Linked DNA regions of Mus musculus: region 2 is linked to region 1. A link is a contact called in public Micro-C data. All regions are on one chromosome and are shown on one strand. Each heading gives the region's core, a stretch centred on a gene start, on an enhancer-like site or on the middle of the called end of the contact. The rest is flanking DNA. Distances are from core to core; before and after follow the strand shown. Region 1 has its middle 28 kb from the start of Gm34348. Region 2 has its middle 90 kb from the start of Gm34637.

What was found. Hi-C and Micro-C count contacts between places; a contact is called where the count stands out from the background.
Region 2: a contact with region 1 is called in a Micro-C map of embryonic stem cells, with 2.5 times the contacts expected there. The contact joins two enhancer-like sites. A contact is called at or near these places in 2 of 484 Hi-C or Micro-C datasets (embryonic stem cells and pre-B cells).

Annotation. Positions count from the first base shown.
Region 1 is chr12:12,172,477-12,178,178 of GRCm38.p6, forward strand. No RefSeq gene overlaps it. Among named protein-coding and RNA genes, the nearest start is that of Gm34348, 28 kb to the left of the region's middle. Within about 2 kb of position 3,930, at least 165 of the 459 cell types and tissues checked have an H3K27ac peak or open chromatin away from gene starts, as enhancers often do. A contact at or near this core is called in embryonic stem cells and pre-B cells, where this site is marked.
Region 2 is chr12:12,577,674-12,583,075 of GRCm38.p6, forward strand. No RefSeq gene overlaps it. Among named protein-coding and RNA genes, the nearest start is that of Gm34637, 90 kb to the right of the region's middle. Within about 2 kb of position 3,733, at least 118 of the 459 cell types and tissues checked have an H3K27ac peak or open chromatin away from gene starts, as enhancers often do. A contact at or near this core is called in embryonic stem cells and pre-B cells, where this site is marked.

The sequences.
Region 1 (5,702 bases), core at 2,680-5,179:
GCCTTAGCCATTGAGAGTGTAATGATGGGTGGTGTTTGCATTACAGGGACAGGACCCAAAGAAACACTGCTACTCCCATTCTTATCACGTTTCCACTTAGAGCTTGAAAGTCACATCTGCATGCGTGGGATATGAGACTCACTGCAGAAAGTCAGGTGCCAGGTTCACAAGACAGGCAGGGTAGATGGCAGAATTTCAGTCACCAGCATGATCATTTAGGGCAATAAACACACTTTGCACAAGGCCAGCTGCGACCCACACATGGTGCCTACGGACTGAAATCAAAACAAACACACCTAGAAAGATCCAAGTCTTGCTACTTAGACAATCTGTTAGTGACTGTCTCTCCCTGTAAGATGACAGTAGCATTTCCTAAATGTTTGTAGAAAAGTCATTGGAAATTTCTCATCAATTCCACTCAATCTTCTTTTTTTTTCCAAGCCAGGTTACCATGAACCTCGGATCTCTGAGCACTTCAGTTTGTCAGTGAGAGGCACTCACAGGGGAAATGGAATGTATGGGTGAGGCAGACACTGCTATCTGGAAGGTTAGACATGATGCTTGTAAGCCTCTTCAATCTTCTTGCTAAATGTATGGCATATCCCCATATGCCCCTACAAGCACTGGTTTCTCCACCTGCCTCACTGCTCTAGGATGAGGTCATCCCTCACTATCTATTCTCCCATGCCCCATTTACAGGAACCTAGACCCGTCTGCCTCAGCTCCTGGCACATTCACACAAGCATCAAATCTGTGCTGTCTTCTCTTGGCTTAACCCTGGGCAATTCAGATGATGACACCCACGGGAAGTAATTTACCAGAAAGAAATTGCTGTGTACACAACAGGGACACAGCTCATTGTGGGCATGAGGGGGATGTCTAGGAGAAGAGTGCCATACACTGGAACCAGTGGGTTACAACAATGACTCCCTTCTGTCATTGCATATTGAGCAAGAGTCTCTACTGGTTATACCTAAAACTGACAAAGAATCAGGAGCAAATTTGTAAGTTTGGAAGCCTGGATCTAGAGCCTCTTTAGCAGCGTAGCTTTTGCAGAGCGTGTAAGACAGCTTTCTGGCACTGTTATAAATATCTGTGATGAATCAACTTATAAAGTAAAAAGGTTGTGTTAGCACCTAGCATTAGCAGGTAGTCAATTGTCAGTTTGCCCAATGCTTTTGGGTATGTAACAGATAGGATAGCACACTACGGTTGGAGTCGGGGAGGATCTTAGAGGAGACTGCTTCTCTCAGGGATGGGAAGTTTAAGATAAAAAAAAGGAACGAGAAAGGAAAAGACATCAGTCTTATGATTCCCTTTGAGGGGAAGCTTCCAGTGAGCTAATGACTACACATCTAAAGTTTTTGTGGCCGTATATGAGCACTCAGCTGAGGACCAGGCCTTTAACCCATAAATTTTCCTTTAGGAATATTTAAGAAACAAAGAATAACAGTAAGGTATGGACCCCTTAGGGCTTTAGTTAAACTCTCTCTACACTTCCTATGAATTCACTTACAATAATAACTCTCATTTTGAAATTTTGCTAATATATGCATAACATACCTAGTTCAAATTTGACATGCCGTGGGTACCAAACAAAGGTTAGTTAAAGGCGTATTCCAAGATCATAGAGTTATTCATAGAAGCCGGTAAGAAGGATGGAGGATGACATCGAAGAATGTGTTTCCCAGACACAGCAGGGTACAGTAGACATCTCAAACTCACAGCAATTGTGACAGCATGCAAGAGACCTGCCTAAGCTCAGTCTAAATGGAATCTCAGTATGGAGGACAGGATATCTGCATGGAATCCCACCCCTGGCAGAGGAGATATTGGTAGCTGAGGAAAGAGGGAGACTCGATTTTCTTTAATGATGTGGCGCCTGGTAGGTTGGCCACACTCCAGCGCAGGCCCTCTTTCCAAGAGCAGTAGGGCGACGTAAACTAGATACGATGGAGAAAAGAATAAGTTAATAAATATAACATCAAGTATTACAATGATACAATTAGTGAATCATTGTAAGTGAATGGAGAACATTGAAGGAAGATGGGGCAAGTACAGAATGAGACCAGAATGTCCAGCTTCGTCCTTCCCATGTGAGCCACGTGTGTTTGAAGAAGGCTGCCAATGAAACAAAGACCATCCTCACTGAGGATTAAGGGAGGAAGAACCTCTGGTCTGGTGCCTTTTGTAAATAGACAACCCATGCCCAAGAACAGCTGCACGAGAACAGTATGTCAGCCTGGCTGTGGTGCTGCACACCTTTAAGGCCAGCACTTGGAAGGCAGAGGCAGGTGGATCGCTGTGAGTTTGAAGCTAACCTGATCTACAGAGAATTCCAGAATAGTCAAGGCTACACAGAGAAGCCCTATCTCAAAAAAGCAAGCAAGCAAACAAACAAAAAACCCAAGCTGTTTTGTCTAGTGTATATTGCCAAAGGGAATAATTAAATAAATTAACTTTATTCAATAATTCAGAATTCCATCAACCTATGCCACCTTCAGTTTTCTTCTTCAGTCTGACTAAATGTGTTCCCTCCAAAGTCTCCCTATGCAACTACCAAAGCATGCAACTGCCACCATAGACGCTAGGATGGATCTCATTGGAGCTAGCCTGGGAACATACCCAGAAAGGACATCTCCTCCTTAACGAGAGGTGACATAGTGCCTGCCATTGTTGTGACAACGTTTTATACTTATTACTTAATTATTTAAAAAGCTATGCAATGTGCATTTCTAGTCTCACCTTACACACCAAGAAGCGGTGGCATAGGGACACATTGCCTCTGGCAGAATGTTCTAGATTTGGGTCCATTGTCTCTGTCTCTCTGAATGTGGAGCTTACTATGCTGGGTAGTCAAAAGACATAGCCACAGCTGGTGTGTCATGGATAGCCCCAATGATAGAGACACAGAGATGTTAACACCAGGGCTCAGAGAAGTGACTCCAACTTGGTAGGGTGGTGAAGGACTTTCTGGAGGAGACGAGCTGGTGTGAAAGTGGAGACTGGCAGTGCCATAGCCTGGGATTCACGTGAGTTATAAATCAGATTGTGCCTCTGGCCTGGCTTCCTTGCTCTTGCCCTGGTGTGCTCTTCCTGGCCACTAGTCTATCACCTCTTGAGTCTTCTCCACGATGGGACCTGCCAATCTCACCCCAGACCTACAGCCTCTACACACCTCTCCTCTACCTTCCCTGAATGTTCTCCCTGCTTTAGTGCAATCCTCCTTGACCATGCTCATGGGCCTCACTTAAACTTGTCCTCTACCAAATTGCCCTACTTATTTTCTTCAAAATACACAATAGTGCCTCAATTGTCCTTCGACCTGTGCCTCTCTGTCTCTCTGACTATTACTTTTCATTAGACTGTCAAGCCCTGTGAGGTTGTTTCTATGCAATGTGTTCACAGTTCAAATTCTACCGTCTAACTTTTGGACCAGCTCCAGGAGAGCTTTGGATGTGTCCTCTGATTATTTGTAGAAGACTTCCTGTAGCAAGTAGGACTGAGATGGAGCCCAACCGAGGGAGATTTAGAGGGAAGATGCTGGTCTTCTCTTCCTCTGAAAGAAAGCAAACATAGGAAGGACTTCATGGCAGGTGTCCCAAGATGCTAGAAGGAAAGAATTTCAAATCAGTAACCAACATGCCTGTTCTGCCTCTTCAACTTGTCATACAGACTGAGAAATTCCCTCTCCCCTCCCTGGAATTGGCTTCATCTGAGAAATAAGTGGGTGGGTCTCTAAACAACTCTTTAGCACTCAGATTATAGAAGGTAAACTTTCAGCATCCTTAAAGGCCTGATACCACACACACACACACACACACACACACAACCCTGTTGCCCTTCAGCCAATCCTTCAGGGACAGTGGGACATCTGCTGAACAGAGCCTCATGGCCATTACAAAGCCAGGGTTCTTACTTCATGGTCCCTGCGAATTGCAACTACTCCATTTGGCCACCAGGGGGCATCACTTACCAAGACACTGCAGTCCTCTAGAAGGTCGTTTGAATGCCCTTGAAGCTTGACGATCTGCAAAAATGTAACTCAGATATTTTGCAAAGGCGGTAGGGTGCTAGCTCCCAGGGGATGAGAAGGAATTCACACATAATCAAATATCAGAGAAAAGTAAAACGTGGGGAGGAAGCTAAGGAAAACCGGGCTCTTCACAGTGTTTGCACCACCCGGCTTGGTGGGGGTGGGGCTAAGCTCTACCTCGGTACTTATTCAGACCTAACGGTCCCCCACACCCCCACCTCTGCCTCCTTGACCCTGCACTACCCAGTGCAACCTCCTCCCACAGCTGTGAACTCCAGGCCAGGAGGATGTTGCAATCTTTGTTTTGAGGGGAAACACACACTCACAAGACAGTTGTTTCTCTGACCCATGGGGTTTGGCCTGTGAGCCCTGCAGCTGTTTCTACAGGAGCTGAAGGCAGACAGGGCTAGAGAGACAAAGTCGGGAGGCCATCTCTTCAGAACCTGGGTCTGTCTCTCACAGATTCATCAAATTGCAATGAATTCTTCATCTGGCCAGGCCTTCAGGAGACAGAGTGGTCCCATTTCCGGTTACCACCCGATTAACAGGCAGACAGAGGTGACTCATAGGTACGGTCAGATGATAGAGGGAGGACAAATGGCCCACCAAGAGGAGGGCAGTATACTCTAATTCTGCTGGGGGCTCAGATTGGTCAGGCTCCTGTAGCTGCATGAGTGGAGGAAAAAGAAATAAAAGGAAAGAATTTGACCCCCTCCTTGGAATGGTGGAGGAGAAAGGTTATTGTAGATAAAAGGGAGAGCAAAGCCAGAGGTAGACACATCTGGGCAAGTCCACAGAGGTAATGACTCTGAGCCTTGTGAGGAGTGGGGGAGGGGAAGGAAAAGGATAGTGAGGGGGAAATGGTTCAGCAGCCAGGAGGCCTAAGGAATGAAAGGGGCAAGAACCAAAATGGCTGGATTATTCAGAGAAGAGCCTCTGGGGGAAGGGCAGCCCAGCCCCTGGAAAATTCAGACTGTAGGGCAGAGTATGCAAGGATACCCTGTAACAGGTAGGGACTGAGGGATGCTGGGAGAAGAATCTGGCTGTGGGGTCGCTTTGATATGTTAAATAAGCACTATTGGCCTTTTGTCCCAGAGTTTGCAGCTTAAGGGGGGTGACACAGGAGCTGAGAACAGAACAGAACAAGGATGTAGAGAACAAAGGCATCTGGCCATTAGAAAAAGCCGGAAGCTCAGGAAGGGGAGAATTTCCATATAACTGGGACTTTGGTGTTAAGAGAAGGGACACCTGGCGCAGAGACAGGGAGGTGCTGAATGGCCAGCAGAGAATCCCTGTGTGGTACTGGAAGGTGGTCCCACATTACCTGAGTGATGGACAGTTGTCATGGTGCTCTAAGTAGGAGAATTGCAGAGCCAATCTTGTGGTGGTGGTACAGAGATGGGTGATAAAGAGATGGGTGGTTTGAAGCTGCTTAGGGGAGGGCCTAAGCCAAACTTACAGGTTGCTGTTCTACGACGGCTTGAAGATGCCTGACCGAGGGCTGTGGCCACAGAACCAGAAGAAGCCTGAGAAGCATTGCTTACCAGCAACGTCAGCCAAGGAAAAGCCAATCCCCTTTCTTGGTCAAAGCATCCTTCTGATAATGCCATGGAAGAGTGACCCTCAGGATGCAATGCATGTGTAAATTAGCCTGTGTTCTCTCCAG
Region 2 (5,402 bases), core at 2,483-4,982, 400 kb after region 1:
GACAACAGGGGCAGAAAGAGAAGATGAACTGTGATGTAAGCTCACTGCTCAGCATTGGCTCATTGGCGACAGTGTTGTCGCTCAGATCATCCATGCTGGGCTCCCTCCCATGTTTCTCTTGTTTAGCACTGGCACCTAGTATAGCTTCCTGAAAAGGTGTAACCCTGGCACGAAGCAGGTCTCTGCAGCTGTAGGGCAGCTCTTCATGTAGCTAGAGGTGTCCTTTGGCCTCATTCCCAATCACTGTGTCAGCAAGATTGGATGATCCAGGTGGCATGTCCCCATGTCCTGCCTCTTCTAGAGATGACCTCTATGCTCGTCATTGGCCCTACTAACTATCCTTGATTCTGCTTATGCCTCTCCTGTAACTCTTCCCTTTCCATCAGACCAGATGTTGAAGATCTGATTGAGGAGGATAGCCTGACTAATTGGATCCATCCCAAACTGTGACCAATGGCATGCCTACATCTGCTAAGCGTGGTAACCTAGAGTCCTGCACAGGACTCTGAACCTCTGACCAGTCCCAGGACAAGGAACTCAGAACATATCCTCCCAACACAATGCTGGGTGTACCTCCTACCTCTGCTCAAGTCTCTGCAGCCAGCAGCCAATATGGCAGCAATAGTATAAAGAAGCGAATTTCTCTGCTTTAGCTCGATGTGACACTTGCAAAACACAGTTGGAAATGAGCACTATCTCCAAGTAGGCATTGTGTGATGTGAAACGGGTGGCATTTGCTTTCCTTAGATTTTCTGCCGAAGTGTTTATTTTTACAAAGAGAGTCCGTCAAACTGCGAATTAGCATGCACACAGCTCTTCCTGTCCCCTCCTCCCATCTGGCTTTCCGTGCAGAAATTACACTTCTTCTCAGCTTGCCCAAACTGTTAGCACACAATGCAGCTCCCATTTGGTTGGTGTCAATTTAATACTGCATTAATTAGACAATTAGAGAGGGGTCAGAGAAGATTCTAGCAGAAGTACCTTGAGTGGGGGTCAGGCTGATTAGAAATGACTCTTTCTCATTTTAGTATAGTTTGTTTGGTTTTGCCTTAACACAGAAATTTTAGTCGATTAAAGTCTTAGAAGCTACAAGTGAATTGGCTTGGTGAGATTAAGGTATTTCCATGCAATTAGAACTGTAATGAAAACATCGACCTGTGGCACGGTCACTACATACCACCTTAAAGAGAAGTAACTCCTGGTATTGTTTGTAACTTTCAAATGAATGAAGAAAATGAAATCAGCAGGCACTGCTTCCACATGACAACAGTGAATTTTCATCAGGATTCTAGATAGCCTGTGTGATGACCAGCTGGCCACAGTGTGTGTTGTGGCTGCGAGATTGGAGGCCAGATCTTTTTTTCTTTGCCTTGACATCCTCACTTGGGACAGGTGAGGATGCAGACTTCCCTGGATCATCCAAAAGATCTGACAGAGTTGGATTACACTGACATGAAATATCCAGATGAAGCCTAAAGAGGTGAAGATGATGGGGGAAGCTTTAAAAAATAGACTCTGGAAAAAAAAAAAAAGAGGGGGTCTTGCCTTTCTGTTGTTATTCACATACTTGGCAACCTGGGGGCTATCATATTTAATAATGATAATTAAACTATTCCATGTGTGCTGGTGCCCGAGTAATATCATGAAGCGTTCACTCTGGAACAGATCTTCAGGCTAATCTATTCTAATTGCCTCATTTTAGAAATGCTCAGAGGACTTAGGGGACGGAGAAGCACAAGCACATGTGGAGGGTACGGGCAGCAGCTTCTCTGGCTCCCTGGCCAGCGTTTCCTCCAACCGGAATGTTACAGCTACTCCTCACACAGGAGCTTTACTGTGTGGGATTCTGCCTGCAGACACCATGGGATGGCCAGAGGTGACTGTCCAGCAGATAAAAGGGTTTACTGGGCAGGCCTGGCGCTTGCTTACTGCTGCCCAGGCCACCATTGCCTGCTTGAACTCTTCCCTTAGGCTGTCAGATCTCAGAGACAAATGTTGCCAAATTCAACTCAGTTCTCAAACTCTGTGTCCTCTACCACATAGCCAAGTTGGGAGCTTTGCTGGTGAAGGCTGATCTTCCCTTTCCATCAATTCTAGTTCACCACCGTGCTTGTGCCTGGAAAATTATTGGTCAGGCACACCCTCTATCCCCATGGAGAAGTCCAGTCATGAACGCAAGGAAGAAACAGTGTCTAAAATGTAAAGAACTACACAAGGTCAGAATGTGTCAGGTAGGAATGATCTACCACCATAATCAAATGAGCAAAGGCCCAGGATGGGCACCGCAGCCCCCTTTGACCATTTTTTAATCCTCATACGAAAAATAACAGATATTATGGTTTGGCTAGGCACGACACTGCATGCCTATAAACCCAGAACTTGAGAGGTTTCTGCAAGTTCAAGGCCAGCCTGAACTATGTGAGCTCCTGTCTTGAAAATAAATAAATAAATAAATAAATAAATAAATAAGTCAAGCAAAGCCAGAACACAGCTGGTACTAGCTCCTGCCAATCACCATTTTACAGAAGGTAGTGATATAAAACCACTGGGTGTGAGGTCTCCCATTCTAGCCTCAAGCAGGGATCAATGAGTATGGTTTGAGTAAAGGAGTAAGTGAAAGAGTTTGCTCAAAATAATCATCAATTCATTTGCATTTGTAAATCAAAGGAAGGAACCTTAGGGCCAGAAATGAGCTAAACAAAGTTGAGTTGCTTCAGATTTTGGCTTCGCAGAGTCCAACTGCAGAAAATCAAATCAAGAAGGGGCTTTTCTCTGGCTGTTTAATAGCTAATTGGTGCTACTCCACACAATGGCCCCTGTAGAGACCTCAAGGAGCCTTATGAGGTAGACTGGTCTCTAGTCTCTGCATCAACCCTGAGAAAGTTAGACACTATCTCTCACGTGAGTCCAAAGGACTCGTGAGCCCAGTGTTCTGGATTGGCGGGGGGGGGGGGGGGAGGGGGTAGGGGGGCGCTTGCCCCTGGGTTTGCATTCCATCCCTGGCAGAAACACTGGGGAACTTGATGCTGGAGAGCCCAGGAAAGTTCTGCTATTCTAATGCCTCAAGGTGTCAGACGCTTAGAAAGGAGATTTCTGCTTTCCTCTCCCACCCACCGTCTCATCACGCCCTGGGGTTTGCCCGGAAGGATGGGGGCACTTCCCCTTTCTAGCCCTTGTTGTGGGTGGAGGGGGACTATACTTCCTGCCACGCCCCCAACATACATACCGGAGTGACCTGTTGATCACAGGTTCTGTGTGAGACTTCTGTCTCTATTGCCTTCTCTGCGGTGTCAAACCAAGAGTGCAAGCCTGCCTTCTCTCCCAGTGGGGAGTCACTCTATGAGGACAAGAAGCAGTGCGTCTATTTTGCACCCTCGGGCTGGGCCCTCTGCCCCCTGGGGTGACTTAATCCAGTCTATTGTTCAGGACTCTAGGGATTATATGTAAATTCTCTCAAATTGCAGCTGCTCACACCACCACCCCCTTTGACTGAAGAGAAGCAAAGGGATGGACGCAGAGACTGTCCCTTTTCTGGGGTCAGAAGTATTAACTTATGGACCTGACTCCGCCACCAGCTCCCTGAAAACAAACAAACAAACAAACAAACAACAACAAAAACCTGAGCAAGTCACTTTCCCTTTCAGGGGTGCTCGCTGTGAAATGAAGAGGCGAGACTAAAGGGTTACACTGGGGGATGCTGGGGTGGGGGGAGAGCCACATTCCTGGGGAGTGACACAATCCCAAACAGGGAGATCAAAGGGGCTCCACGAGAGAGGCCCCAACCAGGAGCTTGCAGGCCTGTGTCTGGGGTGGGTAATTAGCTCCTGCCGCCACCTTCCTCTCCTGTGGGTGAGCTGTGGGCTTCGAGACAAGCCGCCCCCCCCCGCCCCCTCCAGCACCCCAGGGAAGGGAAAGGAGGAAGGTAGGGAGAGAACCCACCAGGAACAGTGACATGTGTGGTGAACTTTATGTTAGACAGATGCAAAATTTAAACATTTTAACAGAAAGCAGTCCACTCCGCGCTTGCTCCGCACCAGTGTGAGAACGCACTGTGTGGATACCTCTTAAAGTATTTGATGAGAGACTAAAAGGCTGACAGGCTAACACTTCACTTCCTTCCAATTAGGGGCCTTTAACATCAAAGGCCCAGGCCCCACTCTGCCCGGCTTACTTGAATGAATTAGGGAAGAGAATGGGTCCAGGGATTGCTGGTTCTCTCCCTCGCGGAGGCTGGAACTCTGGGGGCTTTAATAAGATGTTTGAGGTCAAAAGGGGTCAGGCCTTTGACTGGGAGCACCGGGAAACTGCCAGAGTGTTTCAATATGCGTGGTGTTTGTCATGCAATCAGGCCCGCCAAAAGCTCCCCATGTGGGGCCTGTCTTTGGGGGACCCTTTTGGAGATGGAGCCGCCAGGGGTCCCACCTTAGTGAGTATGCGTTAAGCCAGGACTGCCTGTCAATCAAAGCCCTGGAGCCCAGGTGATACAAGCAAGCATAGGCTGGGCCTTGCTGGTGCTTCCCCCGGTTTGCTAGGGAGGTGTTGAGACTTCGAGGAGAGAAGGGACCCTTGTCCAGTTAGCCGGTTCAGTCACCAGAGAAAGAATGCGACTTCATGAGCCTCAGAATCAGAAGCCAAAACAAGCTTCTTTTGATGTCATCTAAGTTCATGACTGCAGGAGGCTGGAACCATCAAAAGAGCTGAAAAAGCAACCTCTCTATGGTGAGCAGCCACCGTAGGAAAAGGTGGCCTTGTGAGATAGCAGGTGCATTCCTGTGTGACACAGCTACCAAACTGTCCCATTCTATTCAACTTTACAAAAAAAAAAACCTGGCTTCTCAGAGAAGCCAGACAGATCGTGGTGCAAACCAGCCCACCATATTCTCTGCTCCTATAGTCGGCTCTGGGAAGCAGGTGGCTGTGCAACTGTGTTTCTTCTTCAGCGTGGGGTGGGGGGTTCCACTGATGGAGGATGCCAGTGCTCACACAGGGCTTGACAGAGAACTTGCCACATAGTCGGTACTTAGTGGAAAGCTCTGTCTATTGCTTGTTATGACCCATGTTTTACTTCCATTTAAGAGTCCCCACCGACCTTTCTTCATAGAGGGACCTCGAGCCTCTGGTACAAAATATAAAGGTGACTCTGCTATGAAGGTAATGTGATCCAATTCCAAAATGTCCAGGAGGTGTCTACTAAAATAGAGAAGCTCACAGTATGGATAGAAATAATCACAACACAGAGAAGTCAGAAATGGACAGTGGGCGAGTGTGGTTTGTTATGATCACTAGAGATGAGAAGACCACAGAGCTGGAGGACTCTGGGTAAAGTGCTCTGAGTGCCCTGCAGAGGATGTGAACATATAGTCACTCTCTGCCCTGTGGAGAAAGAAAAATAGTGTCTTAAA